Regions from separate parts of the Mus musculus genome. Here region 2 is linked to region 1. Evidence: chromatin contacts called from public HiChIP or PLAC-seq data. All regions are on one chromosome and are shown on one strand. The core of a region is the stretch at or near the end of the contact, and the rest is flanking DNA. Distances in the headings are between cores, read along the strand shown. Region 1 has its middle 26 kb from the start of Gm32073. Region 2 holds the start of 4930529L06Rik (RIKEN cDNA 4930529L06 gene).

What was found. HiChIP or PLAC-seq counts read pairs in DNA pulled down with a chosen protein or histone mark.
Region 2: a CTCF HiChIP or PLAC-seq map of CD8 T cells shows a contact between it and region 1, with 41 read pairs. The contact joins the promoter of 4930529L06Rik here to the enhancer-like site in region 1. A contact is called at or near these places in 2 of 15 datasets of contacts at CTCF or cohesin (CD8 T cells and large pre-B cells), 4 of 484 Hi-C or Micro-C datasets (LSK cells, Th1 cells, cortical neurons and 1 more) and 6 of 115 datasets of contacts at active chromatin or transcription factors (CD8 T cells, Th2 cells, bone marrow-derived macrophages and 2 more).

Annotation. Positions count from the first base shown.
Region 1 is chr16:84,581,394-84,586,613 of GRCm38.p6, forward strand. No RefSeq gene overlaps it. Among named protein-coding and RNA genes, the nearest start is that of Gm32073, 26 kb to the left of the region's middle. Within about 2 kb of position 2,163, at least 134 of the 459 cell types and tissues checked have an H3K27ac peak or open chromatin away from gene starts, as enhancers often do. A contact at or near this core is called in CD8 T cells, LSK cells, Th1 cells and 3 more, where this site is marked.
Region 2 is chr16:84,677,817-84,683,036 of GRCm38.p6, forward strand. It overlaps 4930529L06Rik (RIKEN cDNA 4930529L06 gene), which reads left to right and starts at 1,973. Exons shown (of 3, transcript NR_040537.1): 1 at 1,973-2,055; 2 at 3,782-3,897.

The DNA.
Region 1 (5,220 bases), core at 913-3,412:
TGAGAACCAACCCTGGTGGTGCTGAGAGAGCCAGCGCTGACCACCTTAGCTATCACCCAGGCCCAGATTCAGGGTTCGGAGTTGGCCCACCCCAAAATCTGTATCATCTGCAAATGGTTGGGACAAGTGAAAAGGCCACTTGCTCTTTGGATCCTGCTGTTCCACACAGGGCAACAACAAGATAAGCAGATAATTGAGTCCCTGTAAGGATACAACTTTGATTGTGTCATGGAAGCCAGAGATCTTGAACCAGACCGATGACTCATTGCAAGGAACATGAGCAAGTGAAGATGTGTGGACAGAGGGATACACTGTGGGACACACTACACTTTCCACAATGAGATGTTTTCTATGCTGTGTGTGTGTGTGTGTGTGTGTGTGTGTGTGTGTGTGTGTGCCTGTCTGTCTGTCTGTGTGTCTGTGTGTCTGTGTGTGTGTGTGTGTGTGTGTGTGTCTGTGTGTGTGGGTGTCTGTGTGTGTGTCTGTGTGTGTTATTTTATGAGAGAGGTTGTAAAGGCAACAGGTGCATATGAGGGGATGGAGAGATGAGGGGGACTGGAGTACATGATGTGAAACTCACAAAGAATCCATAAATTTTTTTTAAGGGCCATGAATTAGAAAGAGAGTAAGGAAGAGGAGATATATGAGTCAGCTTAGAGGAGAGAGAGGGAGGAAATGATCTACTTACAATAAAATAACTTAAAAACTTTAAAAAGTTATTTTTAAAAGAAAAACTATTGATAAAGTTGATCTGCCTGTATGGATAAATGGGCATGAATACAGGACTAAATGGGTGACTGGTATGTAAGTGACAACATCATGTCTAAATTTCAAAGTTTATGACTGGACCAAGGCTATCAAAACCAAATACTAATGTTATCAACTATCCCTCCTATGTGAAGAAAAGAAGTGCCAAAAACTAGAAAACATTGCTAGAAACACCAGGTAACAACAATCAGGTGGGGCAAATATTAGGCTAGGCTGCTGCTGGTCCCAGCCAAATACAGCTTCTGTATTTCTACAGAGCATCTCAGAAACTGGAAAAAGAAAAAACACACACACACACAAACACACACATAAACATACACAACACATACATACACACACTAACACACATATACACACAAACACACACAACAACACGCCCACATATACACACACACAAACATGCACACACACCTGGAAAAATTAATATGAACCCAAATTTATCTCTATGTTGGTTTTGAAGTAGTAGAAAAATGGACTTTCTAAATATATCTAGGATTCTGTCTACATAGTCAACCAAAGATTAAACATTTTTATAAACTTTAATTATATTGTATTATATATAATTATTTCATTTCACATGTATTGGTATTTTGCCTGCATGTATGTCTGTGAACTACTGGCATGTCTGCTGCCCATGTAGGTCAGAAGAGGACATGGGATCCTCTGGAAGTGGAATTATAAATAAGTGTGAGCTGCCCTGTGGGTGCTGAGAATAGAGCCTAGGTCCTCTGTAAGAAAGCAGTCCTTTCAACTGCTAAGCCATCTTTTTAGCCCAAAGACATTTCTTAATTACACTTCCACTGAATATGTAGAGAAATTTTGTTGTTAATTCCTAAACAATAGATTGGATGAGTAGTTGACAGATAACTTCCAGTATATGAGGACTACATAATTGAGATGAATATACATACCACTTCATTTCATGTAGGATTCTTTAGCCTCCAAAGGTTTTATTATGTGTGGGGATACTAGAAGTATGACCTTGATGGAATCTTAAATCTACATCAAGTAATTTTATATTTAGCTCCTCAATTAATTTTTAAAATAATAATTTGAAGAAAGAGTTATGTTGGCCTAGGAAATTGATACCCACATTCAGACAGTGTCAAGGTCCAAATTTACGCTGGTGACCACACTTTGAACTATGTCCTTCTGACTTTAAATACTAGTCTGTGGGATGGCCTGCAGTCACAGAGTTCTAGCTCAAATGTAGCAATGATTTTGGTTACCATACAGTCATTCAAACTGACACCTGTGAGAGGCGCTCTAGAGTAAACAGGTTAGAATTCTGTTTCCCTGGAATTTTCTAGAGTTTCTGAAAGCCTAGACACCTCGGACTCGAGCTGTGAAATCCTCAGTGACTAACCAACTGCAGCACTCAGATCGGACACAGGCAGAGGCTTGTGGTCATGTGATCTCCCTCACTGAATACGTCATGTGTCTGATTCAGCAAGGAAACGGAAAGACAAAAAAACCCTAACCTTTCGAAATCTCCATCTGCTTGAAATACTCTTATTGCTCACAGTCTTAGTTCTACTTTGTGATTCATCAACCCTAAAAACAAAAGTAGGCCTACAGATATTCCTGGGATGCTTCCTAGACTCTGTGTGTGGTGTGTGTGCGCGCTCACACCACACACACACACACACACGCACACGCACACGCACACGCACACGCGCGCGCACACACACACACACACACACACACACACACGCATACACGCACACACACGCATGCACGCACACAGCACACACGCACGCACACACAGGCACGTTTATACCTGGATCCTCTCATTATAGTCTGTGTGGGATCTCCAACTTAAAGACACTTTCAAGCAGTTACTGACTTCTGAGACTTTCTTACCAGAAAACAATGAAGTAAACCACAGCTTCCTGTCCCTGACACTTTGTCACATGGTGTCGATGCAGTGACTACCCACAGAGATCCAGATGGCTGAGAGACATCAACTGCTCCAGTATACTCTGAAAATGTTTTTGTTTTGTTTAAAAAAAAAAAAAAAAACAATGTCTCAGCTGCCACTGGGGCCATCAAGAAGTCCTGTTTACGTGCTTCATACCCGTGTGCTTCTATCACAAGCCTCTTTAGCAGGTCTTTCTTAATTATGAAGTCCTCCATGTGCCTCAAAGGCTTTGCATCCAAAGAACAGTGTCAAATACATCTGTGGACACTTAGAAAAACAGCACCGCTCACTCACATTCTGAATGTAACCGGAGCTATTCTGTTGAGTCACTGAAAATGTTGATGCTAGAATGTATCCTCAGCATCTCTACAGGATGCTAATCTTAACCCCGGTGTGGAGAGAGTATCCAGTAGTGAAGCTCCCCAGGGGACCAAAGCAACTGCAAACCTATATAATATTGTTTAGATTAGAAAATCTGCTGCCAAACAGAACTTGCCCTCCTATATGGTTCACTTTACACAGCACGGATCAGAGTTTTATCCCATGAAAGCACTAACTAAAAGTGGAAATCTTCTAAGCCTGTTACATTTTCTATCAAATAAGATTTTAAGTAAAGATAGATAGCCTGTGTTACACTACTTCTCCTGAAAATGATTTTTATGTCCTCGGTGAGTGACCAAGAAACCCCGGGGCAAGAATCAATATTGAATTTTCTGTACTCTTCCAAGGGATGAAAAACCTAAATTGAGGCTATTTCTTTTGTAAAAAAACTGAGCTGCAAGGCCCACGTGAGCATCTTCAGATGCTTCAGATGCTGAGATTTCAGAATTACGACGACACTGACGTTTCTCTCAAGGAATCTGAATTTTCATCAGTTGAGCTCAAAGAATGTATATAGAGGATTTTTTTTTCCTCAATGAGAATGAAGAAGGTACCCGAATGAAACTGAACCAGGAACTCTCCTGGAGGAGAGCGTCCAGACCGAAATGAGCAGAAACATTTGTTTTTAAACTCTGCCAAGTTGTAAGGCAATGCAGTGCATGAACATTGCCGCAGGTTACTCAGATGTGCGTGGATGCTTTTCCCTGAGTTTCCCAGTTCCTCTTTGCCATCCGTGCAGCCACGGCAGCCAATTAGTCCATTCTGAGTTATTTCCTGTGGATGTGGGTATCACGGGGTGGGGTGGAAAACCAAAACTTTCTTTATGTCTCTGGTTTATGGGTTTTCTAGCATAAAGGGGCAAAAATGAATCTGAGAGGGGAAACATTCAAGAAGCAAAAGGGCAGGGATTTTCCCTGGAGAATAGAAAAATCATCTGCTTGGCTAAAGGACTTCAGAAGAGAGATCAGGTGTGGGTAATTTGAAAAGAAAATGCTGCCTCTTCCTAGATGACTTCAGTGAGGGAACAAAGCAGTCTAGGAGACAGACAACAAATTTGGATGTTCGGGGAGCTGGAGAGATGGCTCAGTGGTGAAGAGCACCGACTGCTCTTCCAGAGGTCCTGAATTCAATTCCCAGCAACCACATGGTGGTTCACAACCATCTGTAATGGGATCTGATGCCTTCTTCTGGTGTGTCTGAAGAAAGCTACAGTGTACTCATATAAATAAAATAAATGAATCTTTAAAAAAAATATTTGGATATTTGCCCCTCCTCTCAAATGATGTTTCTCCATTAATCAATTTATTTATCGACTTTACAATCTGATTAAACCCCCCTCCTCCAGGGGCCCCGACACACAGCCTCTCCCCCCATGACCCCTCCAATTCTCCTCTGAGGAGAGGGAGGTTCCCCCTGGGTCACCCCCACCCTGTCACATCAAGTCTCTGCAGGGATAGATGAGTCCTCTCCCACTGAGGCCAGACAAGGCAGCCCACTTAGGGGAATGGGATCTACACACAGGCAACAGAGTCAGGGACAGCCCTGACTAGTTGTTCGGGAACCCACATGAAGACCAAGATGCACGTTTGCTAAATATTGCAGGCAGCCGATGTCCAGCCCATGTTTGCTCTTTGGGTGGTGGTTCAGTCTCTGGAAACCCACAAGGGTCCAGGTTTGTTGATTCTGTTGGTCTTCCTATGGAGTCCCAGTCCCTTCAAGGTCCCTCAATCGTTCTCCCAACTCTTCCCAAAATTAGGGGACTCCACAAGACTTCCCTAATGTTTGGCCATGGGTCTGCATCTGTTTCCATCAGCTGCTGGATGGAGCCTCTCAGAGGACAGTTATGCTAGGCTCCTGTATCATTAATAGTGTCAGGGATTGGTGCTTGGCCATGTGATGGGTCTCAAGTTTGGCCAGTTGTTGGCTGGCTGTTCCCTCAGTCTCTGCTCCATCACAATCCTTGCACTTCTTGTACTCAGGACAAATTTTGGGTCAAAGCTTTGGGAAGGGAATTGCTGTTCTTTTCCTTCTACTAGGAGTCCTGCCTGGCTACAGAAGGTGGCCTCTTCATATCTTCCACTGCTAGGAGTTTCAGCTAGAGTCAACCCCCCAGACTCTAGGGCCTCCCCATGTACCAGGTCTCTGGCATG
Region 2 (5,220 bases), core at 723-3,222, 96 kb after region 1:
GAACAAAGCGAGCTTCAATACTTTATCTCATTAATAATCTCTAGAAGCGGGAAATGGACCCAAAGTGCTTTCCCTCGGTTTCTGCAGCTAGAAAAGCATCCCAGCTTCGGGTTCCAGATCATTGCCTGAGCCCTGGCAGCAAGTCTCTGACCTGCCGGAAGACTGGTTAGGACATTGTGAGGATGTGATGGTTAGTTTCCGCCGTCGACTTGGCACAATCTGCCATCACCTAGGAACAAAGGCTCCGAAAGAAATTGTCTAGAACAGATTGACCTGTGGATGTGTCTATGCAAGTCTGGGGAGGGTGAGGGGAGATCTTCATTATGTTAATTGATGTGTGTGAACCCAGCATAAAAGTTGTTGGCGCCATTTTTCCTGGGATAGAGTCCTAGAGTGTATTTTATTTTAAAGCAAGGCAAAAGGAGGCATGCATTTGTTTCACCATGACTTTCCCAAGATGATGGGCTGTAACCTAAAGTCATGCAACCTCTGGCACTACTGGCGTAAAGTGGGACCTCTAAGGATGTAGGGCCCAAAGGATATAAGTTAATTAGGTCGTCATGGGAGTGGACGGAGTCCTTGATGGAAAAATGAGGACTCAGCTCTTTCCTCCCCATCTTTTCATTTCCTGGCTTTCATGAGGCAAAGGCTTTGTCTGCCAGGAGCTTCCAAGCGTGAGACATTGCAGCATCAGGACCAAGCACCAGGGACTGAGCTCCTTACAACCATGTGCCAAAATACTCCTTTTCTCTTTTTACTTGCTTACCTCAGGCATCTTTGCCACAGTGATGGGAACTTGCCAAACATGTGCATCAAGATCAGAACATGAACAAACACAACATGCCTCTTAGGGAAAGTGTCTGAAACCTCCAGCACCACTGGAAAGCAAGACTCGTGAGCTTGACATCAACGTCATCTTCAGCCAGAATCCTTGAGCCACAGCCACATCATCCGCTGCACCCCTGGGTACCCTGTGGGAGAACAATGCAGTGTGTACAATCAGGGATGGCAGAGCTAGTGCCTCCTGTTTTACTTTTGTTTATATTTCATTTTCTTCTAGTGTTTGAGATTATCATACAATTAGATCATTCTCCCTTTCTCTTTCTTCCCTTCAAATCCCCCCTATTTACCCCATCCTTGCTCTCTTACAAATTCCTGGCTTCTTTTTTCATTAATTGTTGTTACAAGCATATATGTATATACCTACATATTCCTAAATACTTAAATATAACCTGCTCGGTCTGTATAATGTTAACTCATACGTATGTTTTCAGGGCTCATCATTTGATATTGGATAGCTAATGTGTGCTCATCCCTGGGGAAACTATTTCTCCTCTTCTCAGCATCCCTTAGTGGCTTGGATTTCTTTGCATAGGGCTGTGCCTAAATGAGCTTTCCACCATCCATATTAGCATGTCTACTGTCACTGCCTCCATGTAACTCATGTTTAGGCAATCATGTTGGTGAGAGTTCATGGCTGTAGCTTCTAACATCCCTAGAGATACACCTCATATCTGGATTCCTGTTTCCCTGGCTCTTAACAGCCTCGTTACCCCATCTTCTTCCATGAGCCCTGAGCCTCAGGTGGAGGAGTTACACTGCAGCTGTATCAGTTAGGACTAGGCTCCATAACTTTGTATTTTGATTGGTTATGGTTTTCTGTAGTGGTCTCTATCTGTTGCAAAGATAAGTTTTCTTGCCAATGGGTGAGAGCTGCACTTATCTTTGTGTATAAGGACAAATATTTAGAAAATAGTTGGGGACTATACTGATTTAGCAAAGTGCCAGTTGTAGTAGGCTCTACTCCAAGATCTATGACTTCATTAGCCCTGAGTAGCGAAGCACCAGGAATGGTTTCCCTCTGGTAGAGTAGGTCTTAAGACCCATTGGAAAGTCATTGGTTACCACCACATTCTATGTGTGCCACTGTAGAATCTTTAGTTATTGTACCATCACAATTTGCCCTTGAAATAGTCATCTTCCTTCCTTAGCCCCTAAAGTGCTGGGATTAGAGGTTTGCACCACGTCTGGCTCCTAGCACTTTCATTGAGACAGGTATCCTTGTGTGTGTGTGTTACATAAAATAATTCAATACTTTCAATAACCTTGTAAGGTAAGGAATATTATTGCCCATATTTTAAAGAAAACATGTAACAAGAAATTAAATATTTTTGCTCAGAGTAAAACCAGCTAGACATTTATACTTCATGGTCTTACCTTTCATAATTTCCTAAAGGCAGATATTCTACTATCAAGAAACATATGATTCTCCTTTTAAAAAGTTTGGGAGGGGAGTGGTAAAAAGAATGTGAAAGGCCTCATTAAGGAAAAAAGTTAGGCTGAATGGAAAAGTGACAGGCTATAATAATGGAAGCTTTTTACCTGGCAAAGACTGGGGTACTGCCAGCATTAGACCCAAAGAGTGTGCCTAAATCTTATATCAAGTCTTTGAGCTTGATACCAGTCTTGGAAGGTGAAGCACGCTTTGAACATTTTGATCTCAGAGTTCTGAAGTTGTGCTGAAGATTGGAATAGACTTTTAGGTAGCTAGCTCAAGTCCCCAGAGGAAGAGCTGCATATCACCTCCCTGGAAAGAACAATGGCCTAACCAGTACAGATGATATATCTGGAACAGAGGCTTCTGAAACTACCACACACAGACACTCAAAGTGACCAGCCAGTGTGACTTTGCCCAGGACTGTTTTAAGTTAGCTCTACATTCCAGGAATCCCCTCTCTTGTCAAAACTGAAAGTTGGCCATGCTGGGGGCAGAGCTGGAGTTATCCTAGACATGTGTAGGCAACCAGTGCAGAAACAGAACCATGCCTCAGAAAAAGTCAGTGCTGCCTCTTCCAATATGTGACACAGAGGTGTCATTTCCCTCCCTCGGATACCTCATTTCTCTTTCTCTAGAACATGAGAGTAATGGTCTTTCTTGTCGTCTGTCCTTTTCTTTTTTCTGAGACTTAAATGAAAACTTAAGGAAAGTTCCTGGAAGTGTGGGAGGCTCATGGTAGTCCAACAGATATGGTCGATGTCCGGACTACATTCCAGGAATTAAAACATCAAACAGAAACTCAATAAGTAACTGTGTCTAGACACGGCTTTTGTTTTGTTTTCTGGGTTTTTTTTAAAGTGGGGAGCAGGGTGTATTCATGACCACGTGTATTTCGGTTTGCACAGAGTCAACTCACTCTCCAAAGTCTGTAACAATCCATGTTGACTCATGCTTGCTAGTGAGATGGTACATTGTAAAATTCCACTTATGAGTAAGTTCAAATGACCTTTTGTAAAGTAAATATTTTAAGTGAAGAAATAATGCCCATTATGACAGAAACACTTTTCTGTCTATTATTTCAGGAAGAAAGTCTGTACAAAGCGATTGCTTACAATATCTGACTGTCTCAGCTAAAATAACTCGGCTCTCTAATTTAAATTTGTATCTAACAACTCTTGTTTCATACTAAATACATTTTGAAGGATTATTTAGAGAGGACCATGATCTAAACCTGTGTTTTCAATGTTAACAGGCTGTGAAAGGGATCCAAAAATAAGATGTGTTTAATCCTATGGTCTAGGAGGCTGTGCTTGATTTCTGTGTGATGTGAATCAATGCATTATAACTAATTATTCCTTTGATGGTTCTTGTTCCTTGTGCTGCCTTCTAAATGTTCACTAAAGTGAATGTAGCTTTTCTATGCTTGGATTTTAAGCTACCTAAGGGAAAGTCACTTCAATTAATTAATTTACCTTTAATTTTTTTTATTTATTATGTCTAAAGGAGCTCATGGTGATGGAGGGGGAGCCAGAGCACACATGTGGCAGTCAGAGAACAACTGAGAATGGTTGTCTTTTTCCACACTGATGGGGATGCCAGGGACCAAACTCAAGCACCAGGTTTGTGTGACATGTGCCTTCACCCACTGAGACATCTGGCTAGGCCTCAGTCCATGTCAAACACTAATCTGTAGCTACTCATTTCCCAATAGAGAAGTTTTAATGCACACACCCAAAAATTTGCAAGTATTCTATAGTGGGTCTAGTTTCTTCACGTAGGAAATCTTTTCTTCCTGTGACTACTACTACATGAAATATGAAATCTTCAAATCTCACCAAAAGGGCTTGTCACCAAAGCAACTTTTCTACTGTATTTTTAAGTCATTTTGTAATTGATCCCATAAATGTTTGAGTTTATGGCATGATACAGTTCAGGCTAAAAGCATAAGAGATGCAAGGTAGAAACTTTGAGTAGACCAAAGACAATGTGAAATCCCATGTGTCATTAAAATCAAGGGACTGTCTCGATTTAAAAAAAAAAAAATCTGAGCACATTGTAAGTGGATAATTCTTTGTGAGAAAACTCCCCCACCCACACTGCTCTCTGAAGCGTGTCTCAGAGTCTAAAGCAACCTCCCATTCCTTAGCACAGAAAACACGTTGGCTGCCTATTCTCAGCCTGTACTGTCTCTAAAGTTAAATATGTCACATTCAGTCTTGGGACATTACAGGAAATATGACCAACATTCTTCTCGTTACTGTGACACAGTGTGAAACACATACACACAAAAAAAAACCACCCTCAGGGCACTGCTTGTATTCCTTTTTAAATACCAGCAATTTGGGTAGATTGTTGCCACTGTGTCAGGGTAGGGTGAGCTACCTTCTACAGTTTCATTTCTTATATTTCACATCAAATTTCAAAGCACTAAAACCAAGTCTGTTATGTTTTAATCAATACTTACTAAGATATGCATATTGTTTCTATAGGCAGTGTGTCAAGTCAAAAAAGATAGAAATGGAGGGATGGCCATTGATGAAATGCTTGCTAGGCAAGCTTGCTGGCCTGAATCTGATCCCTAGGTCGCACATTGAGAGAGAGAGAATGTATTTCTGAAAGCTCTCTGACTTCCACATTACCATGACATCTGTACATCCACACATGATACATTCACAATCACACAACAATAAAGTGTTTGTTTTAAAATAGAGATTTTATTTGTCTGATCTCAGTGTAAGAGGATGGGACTAGCCTCGAAGAGACTTAATGTACCAGGGTGGGGGTATATAACAGGGGACCACACCTGCTCAGAGGAGAAGAGGGGGCCTGGGGGAAGAATTGTGGGAATGAGAGGAATGGAAAGTGAATAAGTGTGTGTGTGTGTGTGTGTGTGTGTGTGTGTGTATAAAGAGATTTTTTCCAAACCGCAAGTATATATCATT